Regions from separate parts of the Mus musculus genome. Here all the other regions are linked to region 1. Evidence: chromatin contacts called from public HiCAR-type, HiChIP or PLAC-seq and promoter capture Hi-C data. All regions are on one chromosome and are shown on one strand. The core of a region is the stretch at or near the end of the contact, and the rest is flanking DNA. Distances in the headings are between cores, read along the strand shown. Region 1 holds the start of Dph6 (diphthamine biosynthesis 6). Region 2 has its middle 49 kb from the start of Gm31590. Region 3 has its middle 3.6 kb from the start of Gm52524. Region 4 overlaps Meis2 (Meis homeobox 2). Region 5 overlaps BC052040 (cDNA sequence BC052040). Region 6 overlaps Meis2 (Meis homeobox 2). Region 7 overlaps Meis2 (Meis homeobox 2).

Region 1 (2,789 bases), core at 193-2,692:
AAAGAGCACTGACTGCTCTTCCAGAGGTCCTGAGTTCAATTCCCAGCAACCACATGGTGGCTCACAACCATCTGTAGTGGGCATCCAATGCTGTCTAAGGCTGTGTCTAAAGGCAGTGACAGTGTATCCCACATGTATGAAATAAATATGGCCAGAACCAGCAGGCTGGAAAAAAAAAAGCCAGGTGAAAGTAGAAATCAGAAAGGGAGATTTATTCAACATGGATACATTGGGAAGACGGATTTTGGGAGTTTGGGCATTCACTGGAGATATATATATGTATATATATACATATATATATATATATATATATATATATACACACACACACACATATACACACACACACACACACATATATATATATATATATATATATATATATATATGTATTACATGTATATAATGTGTATATACATAGGCAGTGGTGGCGCACACCTTTAATCCCAGCACTCAGGAGGCAGAGGCAAGTGGATTTCTGAGTTCTAGGCCAGCCTGGTCTACAGAGTGAGTTCCAGGACAGCCAGGGCTACACATAGAAAACCTGTCTCAAAAAAAAAAAAAAAAAAAAATATATATATATATATATATATATATATATATATATACATTCTTTACATATGAATAATATTCAAAGATGTATATGTTTAAGTTAGTTTAACTCACCAATAATGCCACGTGTACCCTCTATTTCTGCATTTTTTTTCTGTCTCTCTCTTTCTCTCTCTTTTGGTACAGTATTTTTCACTTTAACATACAATTCTCTTTTTAAATTCTCTTCTTCCTACACCTCTACACAAACTCCTTGTTCATGGATGTAGGTAGGCATGGTGGTCTATATCGTACACCAGTTGATCCCAGGAGCTCCAAAGAGTGCTTAGTACATTCAAATAACTAAGTACTGGCAAACGTATTTTAAATTAGATTTTCGTTTTGCTTTCTGGAGTGCAAGTTTTTCAGTTTCTGTATTGGGAAAATGCAAAAACACAGTATAGGAGGCGGAGGTCATGTAGCCTCACTGGTTCAATGGGCAGAGATGCAAACCTCGAAGTTAAAAGTGATCAGGGGTTAGTGGGTTTTTTTTTTTGGAGGGGGGGTAGGAAGGGCGAAAAGATTTCTTTCTTGTAGTTGACGAAGAGAGGAGAGAGACTAAATCCCCTTTCCAAGGTAGTGTTTCAAATCTTAGAACTTGTGACTTTGAATTTACTACCCAGACAATCCCAGCACCCTCAAGCGGTTTACCAAGGACCATGCCCTTCCCTTGGCAGCTTCACTGCCCTTACTTAGGTGGTTAGGCTGTGCCTAAACTTTTTTCTTTTTGTAAATTCTGAGCCATATATCCATGTATCAGGGAACAGATGCTGAGACTACCTAGCCTCTACACCCGGGTGTTCAGCAAGGTGCTGAAGGGGCAGTAGGCATGGTCGAGGGCAGGCAGCGCAGCAGACACCAGGTCGAGGACCGCGCGTGTAGGTCCAGTCGCCGCGGGATCCCGGGCCTGGCGTCTGTGGTTACCGCACGCACGCACGTACGCACGCACACTGCGCCCAGAATGAGGGTCGCGGCCCTGATCAGGTAATGAGGACTGGGGCCATCGCTTTACTCTTGGGCAAGGCTATATCCTGACGCGGCCACTGTAGAAACATCCGGAGCCACTTCTTGGGGCGCCGCGTGGGCCGGCCGGCGCCACGGCCACCGGAAGAGGCGGGGCGATCTGCTCGGGCTCCCTGGCCCCACGCGCCTCCTCTCTGGCAGCTTGGCAAAGCTAAACAGCACTAATTCCTGGGTCCTCCTCCTCCTCCGTGGGCGCATGGTCACCACGCCTGTTGGACTTTTATTTGCTCTGAACTTTGAGAGCCGCTGTTAACTTCACTTACTTGTTAGCAGTTTTTGTCCTCTATAATTCTCCTCAGTCTTGATCCTTTCCAGGAAGGAGGATTGCAACCTCACTCTCTTCTCACATCTCTGGCTTGCCGGGAGAGCTGTAGGATCCCCTAGATGGTTTGAGATTGCTTTGCTCCTATGTTGTCAGACACCTCCGTTGGAACTCAAGCTACTGACAGATGTATTTCCTCCTGGTTGAGTTGAAAATAAGCTAGGTTTTTCTAGATGCTCTGGAGTGCGTTGGATACAAATTTGCCTTACTGACCCTGGGCAACCCAAGTCATATTCCAAAAGTAGTTTGAAATCTAGTAACTTACTTAAAAGCCCAGATACTATAGCTGATAAGCAGAGCTATCCTTGATCTGTTTCAGTGCCTGGCAGTGATAAGGGGCATAGCAATATTAGTTTAAGACCCTTAAGTGTATTGTTTCTTGAGATTTAGACCTCAAAAAAGTGTGAATTCCACTTTATTGCTACAGTCTCTTTTTGTTAGCCTAGTGAAGCACACGTACACATTTGTTGTTAATGCCCTAGGTAACTGATGCTAGTTGACAGTGGGTGACAGTCTAGGTAAGCCAGTTTCTCTAGTGGCAGGAAAATGCCAGATCTGTTGATTCTGTGCCATTTTAAGGAAATGAAAACCCACCATAATTTAATAAATTTTACACATAAAGGGAATAAAACTTTAACCATCACGATTATTTGGTGAAGAGAGATAAAAATTAAATGTGAGCCAGGAAGGCAGCCATGGAACTTAGTTTACCGAAGCTCAGCAGGGTAGTAAAACATGTGAAACTGGAGAGAAGAAAGTCTCAGTGGAGTGTGTTCCTCAAAACACTCAGTGGATAGGAATTTAGAGGTGCTGTTTGAGAAATTATACAATTAAAAGCTGTATATTAGGAAAT
Region 2 (2,700 bases), core at 199-2,698, 1.2 Mb before region 1:
TATATAGGTGGGGGATACTCAATGTGTCCTATTGTCTGCAGACCCACCGGACAGATTCCCATTTCTGTAGACTCCTGACTGTAAGCCTAGACCGTGGCCTTTTTTATCAAGGGAGTCAGGCTTTGTTAATGTATTTGTACTTTTCTGCTTTCAGTCTAGGTTTCTGCTTTGTAGGAAGGAGGAGGTACAAGGAGGGGGAGGGGAGCAGAACACAAAGACTATCTAGTTCTCACCGAGCAGGTTTCAAAATAGAACTTAATGGGAAGAAAGAATAAAAATAAGGAGGAGTGTGAGAATTGTGCATTACAACAAATTTACCAGTACACGAAGAATTTTTTTTCCTTTTGAGGATTTTGTTTTCTTCATATTGAAACATTTTCAAATTTTAATCCTTAGCAGACAAAACCTCAATATAAATATGACATGGGCCACTGGCAAAAAAAAAAAAAAGAAAAAAAAAAGAAAAAGAAAAAAGAAAAGAAAAAAGAAAGAAAGAAAAAGAAAAAAGAACTTAAACTCAGTGCCCAGAGGGGAGGGGCGCAGGGAGAAGAGAGGGCCCTTTCTGATTAATAACTAGCAGGGTAATGTTGAGGGCTTTTTCTGCCCGATTGCCTTTTTGAATTAGAGCCGATTTCTTCACACTTCAATAGTGCCTGTCTCCTTTAAAATGATTGGCAGATCTGTTTCTCTTTTTTCTCTCCCTGAGACTTAATGATGTAAATTTTCTAATTAGTTAAATCATATTGCTTAAAGGGCTAATATTTACCGTGTAAGAAATGATCATTCTGATTTGGACCTCTTGAAATATTTCGAGAAATAACATTTGGCTTTTAGGTTGAGGGATGGGGTGGGGGGAGGGGGGAGGCGCTAGTGGAGTGAGGGAAGGCACGGACCGGCAACATGTTAAATTAATAGTTCAAGTTGAGCTGGGCTCACACCCCAAGTCCGCTTTTATTTTTCAATCAGCGAAGATTTAATTGGCAGCCCTCGGGCCGGGCGATCTGATATTTTCTCATTAGTTTCCCATCACTAATCTTGAGTGGTAGGTTGTCTTACAGGTTGTCAACATTTGACCAATTTTATTTAAGGGGGGTGGGGGGTGGGATGGGGGCGCATTATGACTTCGGGATGTGAGACCTGCAAATAAATCCTGCTTGGATCAGCGGAACTAACAGGCGAAAAAAATGTTGACTATTCATCGTCGTTTCTAATAAGTTGCATTAATATATATTTCAAGAGGGTGTGATTATATGTGCTCTGTAAAGACACAGATGAAAAGAGGTCGGAGCTGCAGCACTAAACTAGTTGAAGTGAAACGTAGATACATTTCCAGCCGAAGGTAAATAAGCCGAGTGGAATCGTTGTTGAGGGTTTAGGAGGTACGATCCTCCTCCCCTTCCTCTTGCAGCTGCGTGAAACCGCCAAGCCTGTGTCACCGAGCTCTGAGCGGCTCCGCGGGCTGGTCCACAGATAACATCAGAGCGCCCCCTGCTGGCCTTCAGGGCAGACCGCGGCGGGACAGCCCCCCGCGAAGCCAACGGTGTTTTTCTGCGCCCCCCACCCTTCTCCACCTACCCTTTCCACTACTCTCACCCTCGTCCGCTGCAGCGAGGGAATAGCTTGTCATGGCTGAACATTTAAATGAATAAATTTTAAAAATAATAATAAAACAGGAAAGTACTCACACCTTTCACTTGGCCTCGGGGAATAAACGACCAAATGCCTAAGCAAAAGGATTCGTTTTCTAATCTCCTTATTCTGTAGGGGTTTGATCAAGTTTGCTTTTTCCCCCCTTGCAGATTTAACTTCCAAAGATATATTTTAATGGACAACCCTGAAGGCTTTTTATTATTATTGCTATTAAAAAATAGATATCTGATGAGGGGCAACAAGAAATGCCAAATAATATTTCTTGTACTTGTAAAAGCAAACTCCGGGGGGGGGGATTTCACAGGTTTATAAAAGTCTACAGGAATCGCTTTTGGAATTTAAGCAGTTCTCAATTTGAGGTAATTCCTTTTGCACACATCTTTGGGATCCCAGAGCATTCAAAATGTGTGTGTGTGTGTGTGTGTGTGTGTGTGTGTGTGTGTGTGTGTGTGTCTGTCTGTCTGTCTGTCTGTCTTAGTTGTCACAGTATCCATACACAAACAGGTCTTTTCCATGCCTGTGTTTTTCTTCCCTGACCCTGTTTTCTTGCTTTTGCTGAACGCGGACAGAGCGGCTGAAGCGCACCCCAATATCCTGCCGCCTCCGGAGTGTAAGCACTTCATCTCTCTGCACCGCAAGGTGCGCCGTTTGGTTTCAGAGAGTTGGGGTTTGGTGCACAGCGGCGTACTTCTAGCGTCCAGATTACTCTCTCCTGGGATTTCTGCACAGGGTAGAAGGCGCAAGCAAGCAGGTAACGCGACCCATCTCCATCGCCTCTGCCTCTGGGAGAAGACGCTGACAAAGCAGCCGTGTCAGAAGGGTCTCCCCGCCGCAGTTGGACCCCCCACATCAGACATGGCAATCTACCACGCGGAACGACTTTGGCTTCTCAGGGAGTTTTTGGTTTTTATTTTAAAGAATCAGATTGCGGGTTTTTCTGAGAGCAATTCTGAGGAACGAGGCTCTGGGGAAGGAAAGAACGGTGCATTTGGAAAAGGTGTGTCTTTCCTCCCCAGTGCTTCTAATTCTTGGATTGCGCAATCCATTCTC
Region 3 (2,930 bases), core at 17-2,516, 1.1 Mb before region 1:
TTTCTTTGGATGTGAAAAAGGATCAGTTTAAGTAATTCTAGAAATCTCTTTAAACAGCAGCAGCTTCCAGGAGAATTCATAGCCATTTTAGGTTAATGGTCACTGCTTTCATGTTTGGCCCTCAATTAAACACTAAACTTCTACTGTTATTACGCTATTGATGTGGTTATATTTCATGGTGGCATTTCAAAATGACCTTCTTTTAAGAGTGAAGATGGTCTGACCACGTAGTGTAGGGTGGTCAGTTGCACTTGACATGGCTACCCTGGTCTACCTTCAGTGCACGAATGGTTGAGCTGCGGACTCTCTCCACTTTGCTCCCGAGAGCCTAGTTCTCTTCATCCTCCTCTATGGCATGAGACAGCTCAGAAGTTCGAGAGGGAAAAGGAATGAAAAAGAAACACATCTGTTGCCTTATTGAAATACCAAACTAAGCCCTGTTATATCATCTTGAGTGTAGGGAGTAAATCCGGTTTAGCAAATACCTTGTGGACATAAGTGTGGGCAAGTTATGCTCAAGGGAAAAAAAAAAACCTGTTATATGTATCTTTTCTTTCTAAGTGACTCTAAATGCTTAGTGGTTGTAGGTAACTAGATTGAACCCTGCCATCTTTGTCCTCACACCGGAAGCACCCAGCACAAGTTGTACTCACCTAATCAATGATTTGTGTTTTTTATAAAGTAGGCATGGCACCCAGCTTGAACTCTGTTACACTCACTGAAATGAGTCAAGGCATCACGTGAAAACTTCCTGTCCCCCATGTATTGTAGAAAAGTTTTTTAAAAGGCTTTTTGGAATGACTTTGATCAAGCTTTGAAATCATTTTCGTGGATCACTATTGTATGAAAACTGTAATTTATGGTGCCTGACCTGAGCAGTTCTTTGTCTCACACCCATATTCAAAACAATAGCAGGAAAGCACAAAACTCGAGGGGAACCCTGGCTCTTCTGGTTATTATTTAATTCATAATCCCATCTTTCCTTATTTAACCTTTAGAGCCACGCATTTTCTTTATAAAATAGCTTGAGATTGGGTTCCTCCAGAAAGGAAGGGCAGTGAGATGTTAGATAGGCCCAACCATGTCACTCATGACCCCTCCTTACGAGTGACTCAGGTTGAGATAGGCAACTTGCGCTTTGGTGACACTGCAGGCACATTTCCATTGTTTGCCTGGTAAGTTCCCTCTCGGTTTGTTCTTTAACCCTAGTCAAGAATGTGCCCACAGGGAGGGCGTCTCCTCCCATCCTTGTCATCAAATACTTATTCTATGAAGCAGTCTCCTCTCAGTCATGGGTAATGGCCAGCTGCTCTCAAAATAATCCAGCAGAGTGACTCACTAAGCCAGACAGAAAGTTTACTGTTTTAATTCATAACTCTGATCAGCTGAACACAATCACATGAGCTGAAAGACTCTATAAAACCTTCCAGGTCTTGGCTTCTTTTGTGTGTGTGTGTGTTTCCCCCCTGAGACAGAGGCTCATACTGTAGCTTTGGCTGGCCTAGAAACTTCTATGTAAACCAGACTGTCCCTGCTTCTTGAGGGTAGGGATGACGTTTGCTACCGTGTCCAGCTTTGTTGCCTCCTTTTGCCAAGACATTTACCTAAGGCATGAATCTTGTATGAAATATTTTTAAGTTAAGCACACAGGACGATCCTATAGGCACGGGTGACATGCACTCTGGTGTTGTGGCTGGTGAAGTGCATGAGTTTTGCTTTTACTTGAAGAGATTAGTCAGTTGTGACCTCCCAAGGGTCTAGAGAAGATGTATCTTGCTTCTGGGATCATGGTCTACAAAGAAACAATGAAGAGGAAGGCATAGCCACATGGAAGGAAATTTGAGGTGAATCAAAGGGAAGATGACCAGGAAGAAGCAGGAAGAGAACAAACACACATCGTTCTTTAGATTTCATTTAATTGAAACTCCAGGTCTGAAACAGGCTCAAAGGAGCAAAGACCAGGTATCTTGGTTCCAGTGTAGAAAGTAAACAATAGGCGCAGGTCCCAGGGAGAGTCAGTGAGCTAACTGTTCACTTGGGTGCTGGGTGTTAATTAGCATCGCCAGCCAGGGGACTATTTAGACTACCTCATCAGGACTCTACGCAGCGTCCTCCCTGGTGACTCTCAGGAGTTAATGCAATCCCCAAAGACCAATAATTCATCATTTTTTTTTTTCAGAGTGGTGTTAAGCCTTGCATGGGGTGATGAGGGCTTATACTTAAAATGAATACTTCTGTTAAGAGGTGAACTTCAGAACTCTGAACTTTCTCATGTGTAAAAAAGGTTGACACACACCTTACTGGAAGGTAAAAGAAAAGATTGCCAATTGTTTATGTTTTTTTAAGGAAGGGGAGAGACTGACAGAGAGGAGTCGCACAGTCACCATGAACATCAGGTGGATCAGATGGACGTGTTTGGAGTCCATCCGTCTCCACTCTGCAAAGGGGTCTGGTGTGTCTGAGGGTACAGGTGTGTGGCAAGTCTCTGTGACAGAGGGAACACTCTTTAGAGTTATGTTCCACTCATATTCCTGCATCCTGACTTGGTGCACTCATCATCACAGTGTGCAAAATGGTCCATAAAGATATTAAAGAATTTGGCTTTAATATTAATGCTCTAATGATGACACACACAAAAGTAAGCTATCGCAGGACTGCTATCCAGGGCTGATGCTTGGATTGCCTATACTACAAAAATAAGCAGGCAAGCAATGTAGAGAGATATTGCGCAGGTATTTTTAAGACATTTATTCTGTGTTTTGCCTGCATGTATGTATGTGTAGTATGTACATGCGTGGTGGCCATGGAGGACACGGATCCCCTGGAGCTGAGATTTGGGTGCTGGGATTTGAACCTGGATCCTCTGCAAAAGCACTATGCTCTTAAATGCTGAAAGACCTCTCCAGGGCCCAGAGAAGGATTTTTTTTTT
Region 4 (2,902 bases), core at 328-2,827, 1.3 Mb before region 1:
GCCCTGTCTGAAAGCATGACATGACGAAACCTGTGTTTCTACCTCAGTCACCTCAGAGTGGCTTTAGAAACACAGCCCACGGGGATTTGTTTTTATGTTTATTTTAACATATAACATGGTCATGTTTTATCCATGAAGAAACAAGCTTACAGTTTTCTCAGGTCAACTATGATCTGTTCCGTGTCTAGCTGACCCATGTCACTTATCAGGAGAATACTGGAGGAAAAAATTCTCGTTGGCACTGGCCTGAGGGATTCAGGGAGATATATAGTTAGTAGACCTCTATGGGGAAAGAGGCTACATGGTAATGTAAAAATGATGGTGCGATATGATTTATAACCAGAAGTCAGGCTGTGATGAGGAAGAAAAGTACCCTTGAAAGTTATGTAAGATAGCATCTCAAATTTCCCAGGATAATAAAAATGTGTAACTATTTATGTTAGATGAAATTTAATTAGATAGATACAGTGGGTCAAGCTTTGGTGTCCTTAGTGGAGCAGACTGCTAGGCCATGGCTTAATGTGAGACTTCTTTATAAGTGCTCCCTCAACATTTAACAATGTGACTGAGTCATATGGGGAAGACAGTATCAAAACTCAGTGTTTGGAGATGGAGAGATTGCTCAGTGGTAAAAGCACTGGCAGCTCTTCTAGAGGACCTCAGTTCAATTCCCAGCATTCATGTGGTGACTCACAATCACCAGTAACTCCCGTTCCAGACAATCTTGCATGTGTCTTCTGGCCTTGAGGGCACTGCATGCACACGGTACAAAAACAAATGTAGTTATGCAGGCAAAACACACATAACAATGAATGAATAAAAAAATAAATTTAAAAACTCGGTGTTCAAAACACTAACTAAAGGCAAAAACATTAACAAAGTAATAAAAAATATCTAATATACAGACAAAATTTACTCATTTAAAAATTTTACGGAGAAACACTCAGAAACTAGGGAAGGTTATGTAATTTCTCTAGAGGACCCACAAGTGCTTTATAAAAATCCCTATCTTTGAAAGGCATATAATAGATTCAGTCACTTGTGTGCAGAGTACTACCTTGCCATGCCTTTGAAATGCTATGGAGTCAAGTTTTTCTTAGCAGTTCATGGTGGCCTAGATGGTGACTTGGAAGGGGTTGAGGGTACAGCACCTGGGTAAAGGGAACTTAGCAGGGAAGTCCACAGCCAACTTCTTCCATCCCCACCCAAAGGTTCAGGCTCTTCTTATATCTCATTCTTTGGCCCAGTTTCTTCTAAGTCTAGTCAACTGAGGAGCCTGATGTCCACACCTCTCACCTTCTTCCTCTTTTGTCATGGACTGCTTCTCCTGAAAATGTCCTTGACCTGGCCCCTCAGCTTTCAGCCCACTTTGCCCAACAGAGGCTGGAGATGAAATCCTGAAGAGGCCTTGCACCCTCTAACAGTGTACTTATGAATAATTATGTTGAAGAAGGAAACAAAGCCAGCTTTTGGCAGCCAACCTTTTACCATGATTTTCTTGGATTCTTTCCCCGAGGTCTTTGTGAGCACAGAGTAAAATCTACCAGAGGCGATGCAGGCTTTTCCTCTGCTTCAGGCTCTCGGTCTTGTCCCTGTGAGTCACACATGGGCTCTGTGACTCAAAATCCACTAATCCTGTACGTTGGGTTTTTTTGTTTTTGTTTTTTTTCTGATGGAATCTAGGATTTGTCTTTCCTGGGAGTGTTCTCAAAGTGCTAGTGACAGGCCTGGAGGCAGAGGTGTGGGCACACACGTATAAAGAACAAGCAACTAAACACTGAACGTGTGGGGCCTCTTGGACACACACGCTTGCCCAAGGGAATCATCTACCCAGGCCATTTCTAGCTCTATTATTCTGAGCCTGTGAATTTCTCAACCTCTGACAGATCATTTTAGCGCCCTTAGCGAATCAGCTGGCAATGACTACAGCAATGAAGGCTCAGACCTTCCTGGCCTGTTTTGTACCTGAACATCATAGCTGAGGTTTACAGCTGGAATCCTTGACTGTATTCAAGATGGCAGCAGCTGAGAATGAGAGGTGGTTGTTTTCTGAGCACTGTGAGCCAGAGGTTCTCAACCTGTAGATTGTGATCAGATACCATATATATCAGATATTTATTTACACTATGATTTCATATCAGTAGCAAAGTTATACTTATGAAGTAGTAGCAAAATAATTTTATGGTTGGAGGTCACTGCCACATGAGGAATTGTACTAAAGGGTTGCAGCATTAGGAAGGTGGAGAACCTGTGCCTTACAACATCGATACAGATCTTTTCCCCTCTAGTTTAAGCTCTGGAGGTGCTGAGGAGAAACTGCTAGGCATGAATAACAATTTAAGGGATATAGTAGCTCTAGAGACCCAAGGACTGGTGTAGTGTTTCCAAAGTTAACTACAAAGAAAACCTCGCTTGCTTGTCAAGTTCTGTCTTGGTTTGTTTGGTCCTACATACACTGTATGCTTAAAAACAGTGGGGTTGCCTTCCTCACAGTTTGAGAATGGAGGAGTCTAAGACCCTGGCACAGAAATATTCAGTGTATTTCAGGAACCCACTTCACTCCTACTGTCTCACGAGGTGGGAGGGTAAGAAAGCTCTCACAAGTCTTAAGGATACAAATTCCATCCATCGAGTCACTTGTCAAAGGCTGCCTTTCCCACACCTTCCCATTGATGATTGGGATTTTATCATAGGAATTTGAGAGTACAGAGCCATTGAGCCTGTAGGCAAGGCTACTGTAGAAACACTATTACAGAAAAGAATTTGGAAAGAGGGGAAGTTTCCAAGTTCAGAACACATCTTAGGGCAGGAAATGTCTGATTGACACTCTTGTGAAACCGGTTCCAACCGACCCCTGCTGCTGTTCTGCCTCAGGTGACATCCGAAGTATACGGCCCTACCG
Region 5 (2,773 bases), core at 121-2,620, 1.1 Mb before region 1:
ATTTCTGAGTTTGAGGCCAGCCTGGTCTACAGAGTGAGTTCCAGGACAGCCAGGGCTACACAGAGAAACCCTGTCTCGAAAAACCAACCAACCAACCAACCAACCAACCAACCAACCAACCAACCAACCAACCAAACAACCAACCAACCAAACAAACAAAAAACAAAAAACCAAAAGAAGGAGACAGATTTAAGACAGCTGTGCTATGGCTTGCAGAGACTCTATCTGGGAAGGCCAGAGAGGGCTCTGAGCAGAGGGGTGGTGGTTTTCAGGGACAGTCTTGAAGTCTAAGGTGAGGAGAAATAAGAAAGGGAAGAGACTGCAGATGTGTAGAGATACAGATGTGGATGGATCAAGAAGATTCACACGAGAGCAAGACAGTGATCATTCAGAAAACATGGGTCGGGCGGGGTGTGAGCGAGCAGGGTTGATGAGGGTGAAGGACTGACACCTCAGAGGAAGCTGCTCTGAGGGCCAAGGAGAGCATCAACTATAAGAGGCACATTGGCAGCCCGTTCTGCCCAAGGGCAATCCTCCTGCTTAAACCCAAACACTCCAGGCTTGTTTCTGTGTGCAATCCCTGAGTTAAATATTTACTTTGTGTGGGGCCAAAGTATCTACTGCAGCTCACTTATTTGGGGGTAAACACATTAAAGAAATGTGTACACTAAAACAAACGGTCCCCTCCTCCCTCCCACCACATACAGAAAAAAAAGGGATTGCCATTCAAGAAAAAAAAGAAAAAGAAAAAGAAAAAAGAAAAGAAAAGAAAAAAATTCTGCAAACTCGACTTGCAAGCTCACCTTTCCTGAGTGGTTGAGACAAAGCCATGTCTATATAAACACTTCCCCCACGGCTCCACGGGGTTCCTCTGATTTGTATTCTTTGAGAAGTCAGTGGGCACAAGGTGACCAGGGAACAGTTTCCTTTAGTGAAGTACACGGCAACTTTATTGAACTTCACAAGGAGTCATTAGCTGAATTTTATGATGATAAGGACTTCCAGGCGTGAGTTCCCTTCTGATTGGTTTTTGATTAAAAGTCAGGTAAGGCAGAGCCGGCCCTGGACTCTGAGGGGAACTGCAGCTTTCCCCTCACCAGCTGGCTCCGGGATGGAGCCCAGGAAGCAGCAGGGGCTTTGATTTCACCAAGAGAAAAGCCACAGTCATCGTGGAGAGGAGTTGCAGGGCTACTTTAAACATTTCATTAAGCTTAAGACCCTCTTTTTTTTTTTTTCTCCCAGAGACATTTGTGGCCGCCTCCTGCTTCATTCTAGGTGACCAGATGAGCCACTGGCCGAGGGTGGATGTGGGCCTTCAGTCGGAGGACTGATCCACCCATGTTGCCTTTAGCTGATTAATAGGTGTTTATTTTTAGGGTTTGAACTAACAGTCTGGGCTGAGGCCAATGCAGGGTGATATCAGAAGGAACCCGTGAGTGTCTTGTGCTCACAAAAGACCTTTGCTTTTTGTGTGGTTGTTGGCGCAGATGAAGTCTTTGTCCAACTTGTGAAACTTAATAGCATAAAATTTAATACTGAAGGCAGAGAAACTTCCTCTACCCTGCTCGGTTGCCTTCAGTACCTGTGACTTGTTGGTACACGGCTAAATATTGTTGGACAGAGAAGGAGAGACAGGAAAGTAACACGGGGTACCTCTGCCTACCTGGTGTACGCAGTCTAGCTGGGTTTTGAACCTTGTGACACACACAGGGGAGGCTAGGTGGGTTAAAAACTGCCCAAGGACTTTGCTAGCAAACCTTCACAGGAAAATAGGTCTAAGATTTTTCCGTTAGCTTAAATCTGTCACCTCAACCTTAATGGCAGGTTATGTCCCAACACTGGCACTCCTATCTTCCCTTTCAAGCTAACACAAAAGCATTTCCAGCTGGACTTTTGAACAGTGGCAAGCCTTAGAAGTCAGGGTTGGGAAAGGCTGACAGCAGAGCCATCCCTGTGGGAGCCCATTCATGAGGCCCCACGGCAGAGCAAGGCACAGTTGTATTTCCACTCTGAGGAAAGACACCGAAGATCTCAAGAGACTGAAAGTTCAGTCTGTGAAGTTGTTACATCCACAATTTGATCAGCAAGGCCTGGAACAGGGACACGAAGGGCAATTTACCACCATGATTTCCACAGGGAAGCAATCTTGGTGCCTTTGGTCTATTTTCATGATAGACGCTGCACAGATCAATCACCCAGTGCTCCCGACACATTCATAATGCCTTTTAGGCTTATTTATGGACCAAGCATTAGTTTGACTGAAGCAGGCTAACAGGTGCCATTTGGGAGGACAGTTCTTTCATGTCACTGACGATTACATACTGGCTCTAGAATGGATCCGCCTTGGGCAGGTACCAACCATCCCTGTGCCAATTTTGTAGCCTCTCAATTCTAATGTCTTTAGGTGGCCGCTGCCACTCTGGGACCTTGACATTTCAGCGAGGACAGAAGTGGTATCTGCAAGAAGAGGAAGATCACTGTGTGTACAGAAAAGCCTTTCATAGTAATGGTATGATGATATGTAAACTTCCTTATAGTGTGAGAATTGGTTAACACAGGGGCTTGTTTTCCTTTATTAAACTGCACTTAATTTGATAGGGTTAATATTTTTAGGGTTGATATTATTAATTCAACAATAAAAATGGATGTAGTTTATGGGGCTGTAGAGATAGATGGCTCAGTGGTTAGAGCGCAGTGGGCTTATGTTTGGTTTCCAGTACTGACTTTGAGGCATTCACAAATAGTTGTTAACTCCAGCTCCAGGGGATCAGGT
Region 6 (2,700 bases), core at 67-2,566, 1.4 Mb before region 1:
TCTGGCACATTCCTAGGATGACTGGAAGATAGCAGCCTCTGCGTTTAGGGCTGAAAGATTGTGAACTCAGTTAGCTGAAATGCCACGCTGGGGAAGCCAGGCAGACATTAAAGCAGCTTCAGACGAAGGTAGTGCAGCGCAAGGAGAGTCAAATTCGAGAGCTGGGACCTGAGTGGACATTTGTCCCTGCTCCCTACCTTAATAAAAGCTGAGAGTTAACTGTGGAAAAGGGCATTTGAGAGGTCACTAAAAATGAAGCATTAGAGTGCCCAGAAGGGCTTTATTGTGATGTACTGTGAATAAGTCTGGGAAGGTTCTTGGTACATTCCTATGTACTTATCAGGTAACACAACAAGTCCATGCTTTTAGCCTACACCACAGAGATTCTGCTGAGCTGTAATGGCAGAGGAGCATGCATCCCACTGGATTCAGCCAGTACTCTCTAAAGCTTTCTGTGGGAGACTTAGGAGAATAAACATTCTCTCTTAAGTTAGTCTAACATTCGTAACTGAGCTGTCTATATGAGCGCACACAGGCGCATGCACACACACACATACACATTCTCTCACACACACACACACATGCACCCCATATCTATATATTTCAGAGAAGAATGAATGAAATATATATATATATATATACTTCAAATGAGAATAACCAAATGAAGTGGAGAATAGACCAAACATCTTGCCAGCTTCCCTTCACTTCTGCTATAAAGGATTAGGAGTTTCAGTCAATAAACAAAGCCCTTTTATGGCTCCTAGCGGGTAAATTGAGGGGACTGATTTGGTCAAGGACCAGTACGAGGATGTTTCTGTTCAACAGCTAACAGGATTCAACATGCTATGGAAAATACAGGCATGCAAAACTATACTCCGACACTCACGTTGCCAGCTAAAGCCTAAAACACAGCCACATTTACATATGTGTCCATCTGTCTGTTTTTACACTTTATTTTTCCAACCAGTGGGTGAAGTGGTTTTCATCCAAGCTGCAGTCTGATTTTTTTTCCCTCACCCACCATTTCTCATTCTATCCTATAGATGCATATTTTAAAGTGTGTGCTATTTGTCTCTGGACAAGCATTTGCATAGACCTTGCAGGGACCTGCCCTTTCCTCTGGGAAGTTGAGCCATCTCTGTAGATCTGTCCACTCTGCAGCTGCCCTCACCAGCTAGAGTATCTCAGGATGTCTCCCGAGCAGACCGTAGACCCGGGGGTCTCATCCTGTGCCCCCACGTCTGGCCTGAGCCATGCTGCCACAGTCACAATCCGGAGCGAGCCAGCGGGGTGAATGGAAGTGCTTTGGCTCTCTACAGTGGAGAGCCTGCGTAAATCCTGTGTAAATAGAGAGAGGACAACAAAGCCTGCGCCCCCGCGGCTCGGAGCTTCTCGAGCCATTTGGGGCTGAATTTGCTAAATGCTGCTTATACCGCCTGAGAAGTTGAAGAGAAAGGACCATAAAATCCCCTCTCTTTCTTTCCCTTTCTGTTTGTCCCCCCCAAAGGGGGGAGGCGGGAGGGGAGGGTGTTCAGGACCAGGGAAGCCGAGGTAAGCCTATGAAGGCTTGTTTTTTCAGTGCTCTTTTGAGTGTGAAAAAGGTGGCCTGGGTCACTGTCCCCTCTTTAATGTCGGAAAACCCACACAGTTAGTAAATGTTGCATGTAAACGAAAGCGTTCATTCCCTTCTGCTTCCCTCCTTGCTGGTGGACCGTGAACTAGTCACTTGAAAAAAAAAATCACAGAAAATGTTCACTTGAACATGTCCAGCCGGTTAAGCCCAGCAGGAGAGTAAGAGAGATCAGTGATCAGTCTCTCGCTGCTGCCCTGGCTTTCCCTGAATTTCTGGGTGTACTCACCACCCCCAACTGTCCTGATGTGAAGAAAAATAATAATAATAAATTGCTTGTGGAATAACGTTGACTTTGCTGATAGTTCTTGGAGAGCAGCTTTTGCAAGGCTATATTCCGAGACAGACGGAGAAAACTTCCCCTCCTCTTCTTCCTTCTTATTTGAAATCTTGGTACTGTTTTCTCAGTGGGAGGCCCTAAATTAAACTCCTAGAAAGACCACCCCCCCCCCCCAACCGGCAGGAAAATATCTTTGGACTGTTAGTACATTTTAATCCTGTTTTCTAACTACTATATTGAGAGGGAAAAGGAGTCAAGAAAGGAAAGAACATTCTACAGTCTACAAAATCCCGTGTGGCATTCACAGGGCTTCGGGGTACTTACTTTTTAGCCACACTGCTCTATTACCCCACAGTGATGTGCCTCCCTTGCTGCTAGCACCTCTCTTTCCATTGGAATGGGGGCAGGTGTGAGGTGGGGGGGGGGCACCATCTTCCCTATAGACAATCCATGTCATGTGTCCTAGCACACACACTCTCTAGGAAGGACCAAGCATAAATGTACACTGAACCAGTACCCCACCAGGGCAAGGACAGTGGAGTGGGGAGCCCCAGGGTCACTGAAACCCTTTCATGAGCGTTATTCTTTCAAACAGGGTGTCCTCATCTCAGATCTGGTGGGTTTTGCTGCTAGTGCTTGGGGCAAGAAGAGAGTAGAGCAGAGGCTCCTTCTCAGACACTACCTTTGTGAGAAGAGAACTGAAAACAGAAGTAAGAAGAAACTGCCGATTAAGTCAAGAACACAGAACCCCAGCTCTGGGACAGGACTTAGGAGCACCTCTAAAAAAGAG
Region 7 (2,700 bases), core at 8-2,507, 1.4 Mb before region 1:
TAGAAAGACCTGTCCCAGCTCCATCCGAACAGTTATATAATAGTTTTGGATGACATTTGCCTTAAAACACAGTTGAGGTGTTAGTGGTTAATTATTGTAATTTTCATGAGGGGTAAGGAGCTTTTATGGCAGCCAGCTTCATAAAAAGCCCGAAGTGCATAAAATTCACATCATCGGCTGTGTGCACTGGGAAGCTCAGTTCAAGGGAAGTATCTTGCTGTCCACGCTGTTATGGGAAAAGTACACGACATCTCCCAACATCCTCTTCCGCAATTCTAGCTTTTTATTTGACCACCATCCAGTAAATATCTGACATGAAGAGACTGCAAAGCAGCAGATAACATGGCCTAATACATTCTACTCACTTTCATTTCCTAACCAATCTTCCTTCCTTCCTTCCTTCCTTCCTTCCTCCCTCCCTCCCTCCCTCCCTCCCTCCCTCCCTCTCTCCCTCCCTCCCTCTCTTCCTTCCTTCTGCCTGCATGCCTTCTTCCCTCCCTTTCTTTCCTTCTTTCTTTTTGATACAGGTTCTCACTGAGTAGTCTAGATCGGACTCAAACTCGTGCCTGAGTCTCTTGAGTGTTGCAATTATAGGCATGCCCAGCTAATTCCTTAATCCTCTTTTGCCATCACATCTTTATTGTAGAGATCTGAACCTGAACTGTATTTACAGTCACGATTTCTACTCAGGGTCTTGACTTTGAGTCCATGGTTGGCCTGGTGACACCTCCAACAGCACTACTTCACATTGAGATTGTTGATCACAAAGATCTGGATTATGTCAACATCTATAAAAATTACAAATAGTTATTTGCAATCTGTCTGTTGCTATTGTTCCATGTAAGAATATTTCCTCCATTTGTCTTACTTTGGTTTCTGGCTTTATTTTGGTAGCAGTATCTGCTGTAGGTACAGTATAGAGTTAGTGTTGAGGAAAAAAAAAAACAGGCTGACTTCTTCTTCCTAATAAGTTCTATGTCTTGGTATTATGAAAAAGTAGTGTTCATATTTCAAACTAAATAGTTTGTACGTGGCTTATACTTCTGAATTATTGCTTACCAATTCTAGTCAAAAGCAATGATGCTCTCTGAAGAACTGCCATATCTTTACATTTTTACCCTGTACCCTCTACCTCAACCCTAAAGAGTTCACTTGCCTATAGCTCCATAGATTTAGTCAAAGTCCTAGCACATGGGTAACAAGTGTACAGCTTTGGCTCCAGTCTGCTGGGTTTCATGTGTGGTGCCTGTTCTCCCTGTCTGCCAGAGGAAATTCCATCTCTGGCCTGCCTTCATGTGGTGCTGATAAAGTCCTTCCTGTACATTAGAATTCCTGTTTCCCTTTAAGCTACGGCGTGGATATTGGGAATGATCAGGAAAGGGGAGGGGAAACAGGAGATGAATATGTTTGTAAGGTAGCATGAGCGGGTCCCTCCTGGTTAGCCTCGCTGTCTGTCCATCGAAGTTCCTCTAGAAGTCACAGCTCAGCCGCTTAAAGCGAAAGTCTCAGCTCACTTGCTAAGTGGCACGCAGCTCGTGTTAGTTTCATTTTAGAAATTGCCATTTGTGCAAATTATCACAGGCTTTGGTGGCTTATGAGATACTGATGCCGTGACTAATATTGCTTCTGTGGGCTGTACGATCTACCTGTTGATAACATTTAGAGAGTTCAGACCGACCATTTTAGGATAATACAATCAAAGGTGTAAGGTCCTACCAAACTTTGTGGATCCCATACTCTTTTGAAGGGAGTATTGGATTCTGTAGAGGCTCGTGTTCTGACGAATTTTGTTTCTGAGAACACCAGAAGAAATGCATAGAAAAGCTGAGAAAGACATTTTAAGGCAGTTTTTCCCTCAGTTCAGAAGTTAACTTTACTGTGGTGTAACTTTGTGTATTGTAGGATGTGTCTTTGAAGAGATATGCCAGTCATGCATATATTGATGTAACAGAAAAAGAAGGCACAGATTAGCATGCCCGTGGCCACTTCTGAAAATACTAATATGTACATTTTTTCCCTCCCTCTGTGCCTGTATGTCTTCATGGCTCCTCATTTCTGGCTCAAATGGTAACTGTGGGAAAATTCCTTGGCATCCTGACATCAGAACCCTTCATCCTGGCGAGACCACGATGACGCAACCTCAACGCACTCCGCAGGCACCCCAGGACCCTCCAGTGGGGGCCATGCTTCCCAGAGTGGAGACAACAGCAGTGAGCAAGGTAAGCGGTTAAGAATTTTCCTTGTACAAAAGTAGACATGATGATAATAACTTCAGCATTTATTTCATGGTATCAGTCTGTGTAGACAGAAGAGGGGCTAAGGAAGGTGTAGGGAGTATTACTAAACTTTTGATAGGAAGACAGGTTTCCTCTTGTTATTTAAAGAGTTAAAATGAGCTATTTAATCTTTAAGCCCACGTTACAATAATAATTGATTAGTTCTGCCAATCCTCTTACAAATGTGGTTATCTACACTACTTCGGTGTATATCGAAAAGACAGGCCTAACTACCTAACCAGAAGTTTGAGTTATATTGCAAACAAGATATTTGCTTCAAATATTTACTATGAGTTCTTTATAATTAAAGCAACCATGAATCAAAAGAATGTAAAAATATAAAAATCTGAGATTTATACAGATTTTTATTTTGAGAAGATGCATTTCAAAATTCTTCAGATGTTGTTTGTCCCTGCTTCTAGAC

The links. Promoter capture Hi-C pulls out the DNA fragments that hold promoters and counts their contacts. HiCAR-type assays count read pairs that join an accessible place to other places. HiChIP or PLAC-seq counts read pairs in DNA pulled down with a chosen protein or histone mark.
Region 2: a HiCAR-type map of kidney shows a contact between it and region 1, with 4 times the contacts expected there. The contact joins the enhancer-like site here to the promoter of Dph6 in region 1. A contact is called at or near these places in 13 of 39 promoter capture datasets (the 3T3-L1 cell line, 3T3-L1-derived adipocytes, cranial neural crest and 7 more), 1 of 484 Hi-C or Micro-C datasets (cardiomyocytes) and 9 of 115 datasets of contacts at active chromatin or transcription factors (embryonic forebrain, embryonic limb bud, embryonic stem cells and 5 more).
Region 3: a contact with region 1 is called in an H3K27ac HiChIP or PLAC-seq map of the NIH/3T3 cell line, with 6 times the contacts expected there. The contact joins the enhancer-like site here to the promoter of Dph6 in region 1. A contact is called at or near these places in 6 of 39 promoter capture datasets (the 3T3-L1 cell line, 3T3-L1-derived adipocytes, hippocampal neurons and 2 more), 1 of 484 Hi-C or Micro-C datasets (adipose-derived mesenchymal stem cells) and 4 of 115 datasets of contacts at active chromatin or transcription factors (the NIH/3T3 cell line, embryonic stem cells, extraembryonic endoderm stem cells and 1 more).
Region 4: a contact with region 1 is called in a promoter capture Hi-C map of 3T3-L1-derived adipocytes, with 5 times the contacts expected there. The contact joins the enhancer-like site here to the promoter of Dph6 in region 1. A contact is called at or near these places in 5 of 39 promoter capture datasets (3T3-L1-derived adipocytes, cranial neural crest, embryonic stem cells and 2 more) and 6 of 115 datasets of contacts at active chromatin or transcription factors (the NIH/3T3 cell line, cardiomyocytes, differentiating embryonic stem cells and 2 more).
Region 5: a contact with region 1 is called in a promoter capture Hi-C map of liver, with 5 times the contacts expected there. The contact joins the enhancer-like site here to the promoter of Dph6 in region 1. A contact is called at or near these places in 6 of 39 promoter capture datasets (the 3T3-L1 cell line, cranial neural crest, embryonic stem cells and 2 more) and 6 of 115 datasets of contacts at active chromatin or transcription factors (the NIH/3T3 cell line, acute myeloid leukemia, bone marrow-derived macrophages and 3 more).
Region 6: a contact with region 1 is called in a promoter capture Hi-C map of hippocampal neurons, with 6 times the contacts expected there. The contact joins the enhancer-like site here to the promoter of Dph6 in region 1. A contact is called at or near these places in 4 of 39 promoter capture datasets (cranial neural crest, hippocampal neurons and liver) and 2 of 115 datasets of contacts at active chromatin or transcription factors (extraembryonic endoderm stem cells and stem cell-derived neural progenitor cells).
Region 7: a contact with region 1 is called in a promoter capture Hi-C map of liver, with 5 times the contacts expected there. The contact joins the enhancer-like site here to the promoter of Dph6 in region 1. A contact is called at or near these places in 4 of 39 promoter capture datasets (cranial neural crest, liver, maxillary cranial neural crest and 1 more), 4 of 115 datasets of contacts at active chromatin or transcription factors (acute myeloid leukemia, cardiomyocytes, large pre-B cells and 1 more) and 1 of 9 other capture datasets (adipose tissue).

The regions. Positions count from the first base shown.
Region 1 is chr2:114,653,617-114,656,405 of GRCm38.p6, reverse strand. Dph6 (diphthamine biosynthesis 6) reads left to right here and starts at 1,442. Exons shown (of 9, transcript NM_025675.5): 1 at 1,442-1,575. The coding sequence starts at 1,553.
Region 2 is chr2:115,854,754-115,857,453 of GRCm38.p6, reverse strand. No RefSeq gene overlaps it. Among named protein-coding and RNA genes, the nearest start is that of Gm31590, 49 kb to the right of the region's middle. Within about 2 kb of position 1,448, at least 48 of the 459 cell types and tissues checked have an H3K27ac peak or open chromatin away from gene starts, as enhancers often do. A contact at or near this core is called in embryonic forebrain, hippocampal neurons, kidney and 2 more, where this site is marked.
Region 3 is chr2:115,779,062-115,781,991 of GRCm38.p6, reverse strand. No RefSeq gene overlaps it. Among named protein-coding and RNA genes, the nearest start is that of Gm52524, 3.6 kb to the right of the region's middle. Within about 2 kb of position 1,266, at least 73 of the 459 cell types and tissues checked have an H3K27ac peak or open chromatin away from gene starts, as enhancers often do. A contact at or near this core is called in the NIH/3T3 cell line and adipose-derived mesenchymal stem cells, where this site is marked.
Region 4 is chr2:115,969,261-115,972,162 of GRCm38.p6, reverse strand. The region is part of intron 8 of Meis2 (Meis homeobox 2); the gene reads left to right. Among named protein-coding and RNA genes, the nearest start is that of Meis2, 94 kb to the left of the region's middle. Within about 2 kb of position 1,577, at least 54 of the 459 cell types and tissues checked have an H3K27ac peak or open chromatin away from gene starts, as enhancers often do. A contact at or near this core is called in 3T3-L1-derived adipocytes and the NIH/3T3 cell line, where this site is marked.
Region 5 is chr2:115,756,513-115,759,285 of GRCm38.p6, reverse strand. All of the region lies in intron 10 of BC052040 (cDNA sequence BC052040), which reads right to left. Among named protein-coding and RNA genes, the nearest start is that of Gm52524, 19 kb to the left of the region's middle. Within about 2 kb of position 1,370, at least 16 of the 459 cell types and tissues checked have an H3K27ac peak or open chromatin away from gene starts, as enhancers often do. A contact at or near this core is called in liver, where this site is marked.
Region 6 is chr2:116,007,992-116,010,691 of GRCm38.p6, reverse strand. The region is part of intron 7 of Meis2 (Meis homeobox 2); the gene reads left to right. Among named protein-coding and RNA genes, the nearest start is that of Meis2, 56 kb to the left of the region's middle. Within about 2 kb of position 1,316, at least 69 of the 459 cell types and tissues checked have an H3K27ac peak or open chromatin away from gene starts, as enhancers often do. A contact at or near this core is called in extraembryonic endoderm stem cells, hippocampal neurons and stem cell-derived neural progenitor cells, where this site is marked.
Region 7 is chr2:116,048,603-116,051,302 of GRCm38.p6, reverse strand. Meis2 (Meis homeobox 2) reads left to right here. Exons shown (of 12, transcript NM_001159568.1): 7 at 2,105-2,219. Among named protein-coding and RNA genes, the nearest start is that of Meis2, 15 kb to the left of the region's middle. Within about 2 kb of position 1,257, at least 24 of the 459 cell types and tissues checked have an H3K27ac peak or open chromatin away from gene starts, as enhancers often do. A contact at or near this core is called in adipose tissue and liver, where this site is marked.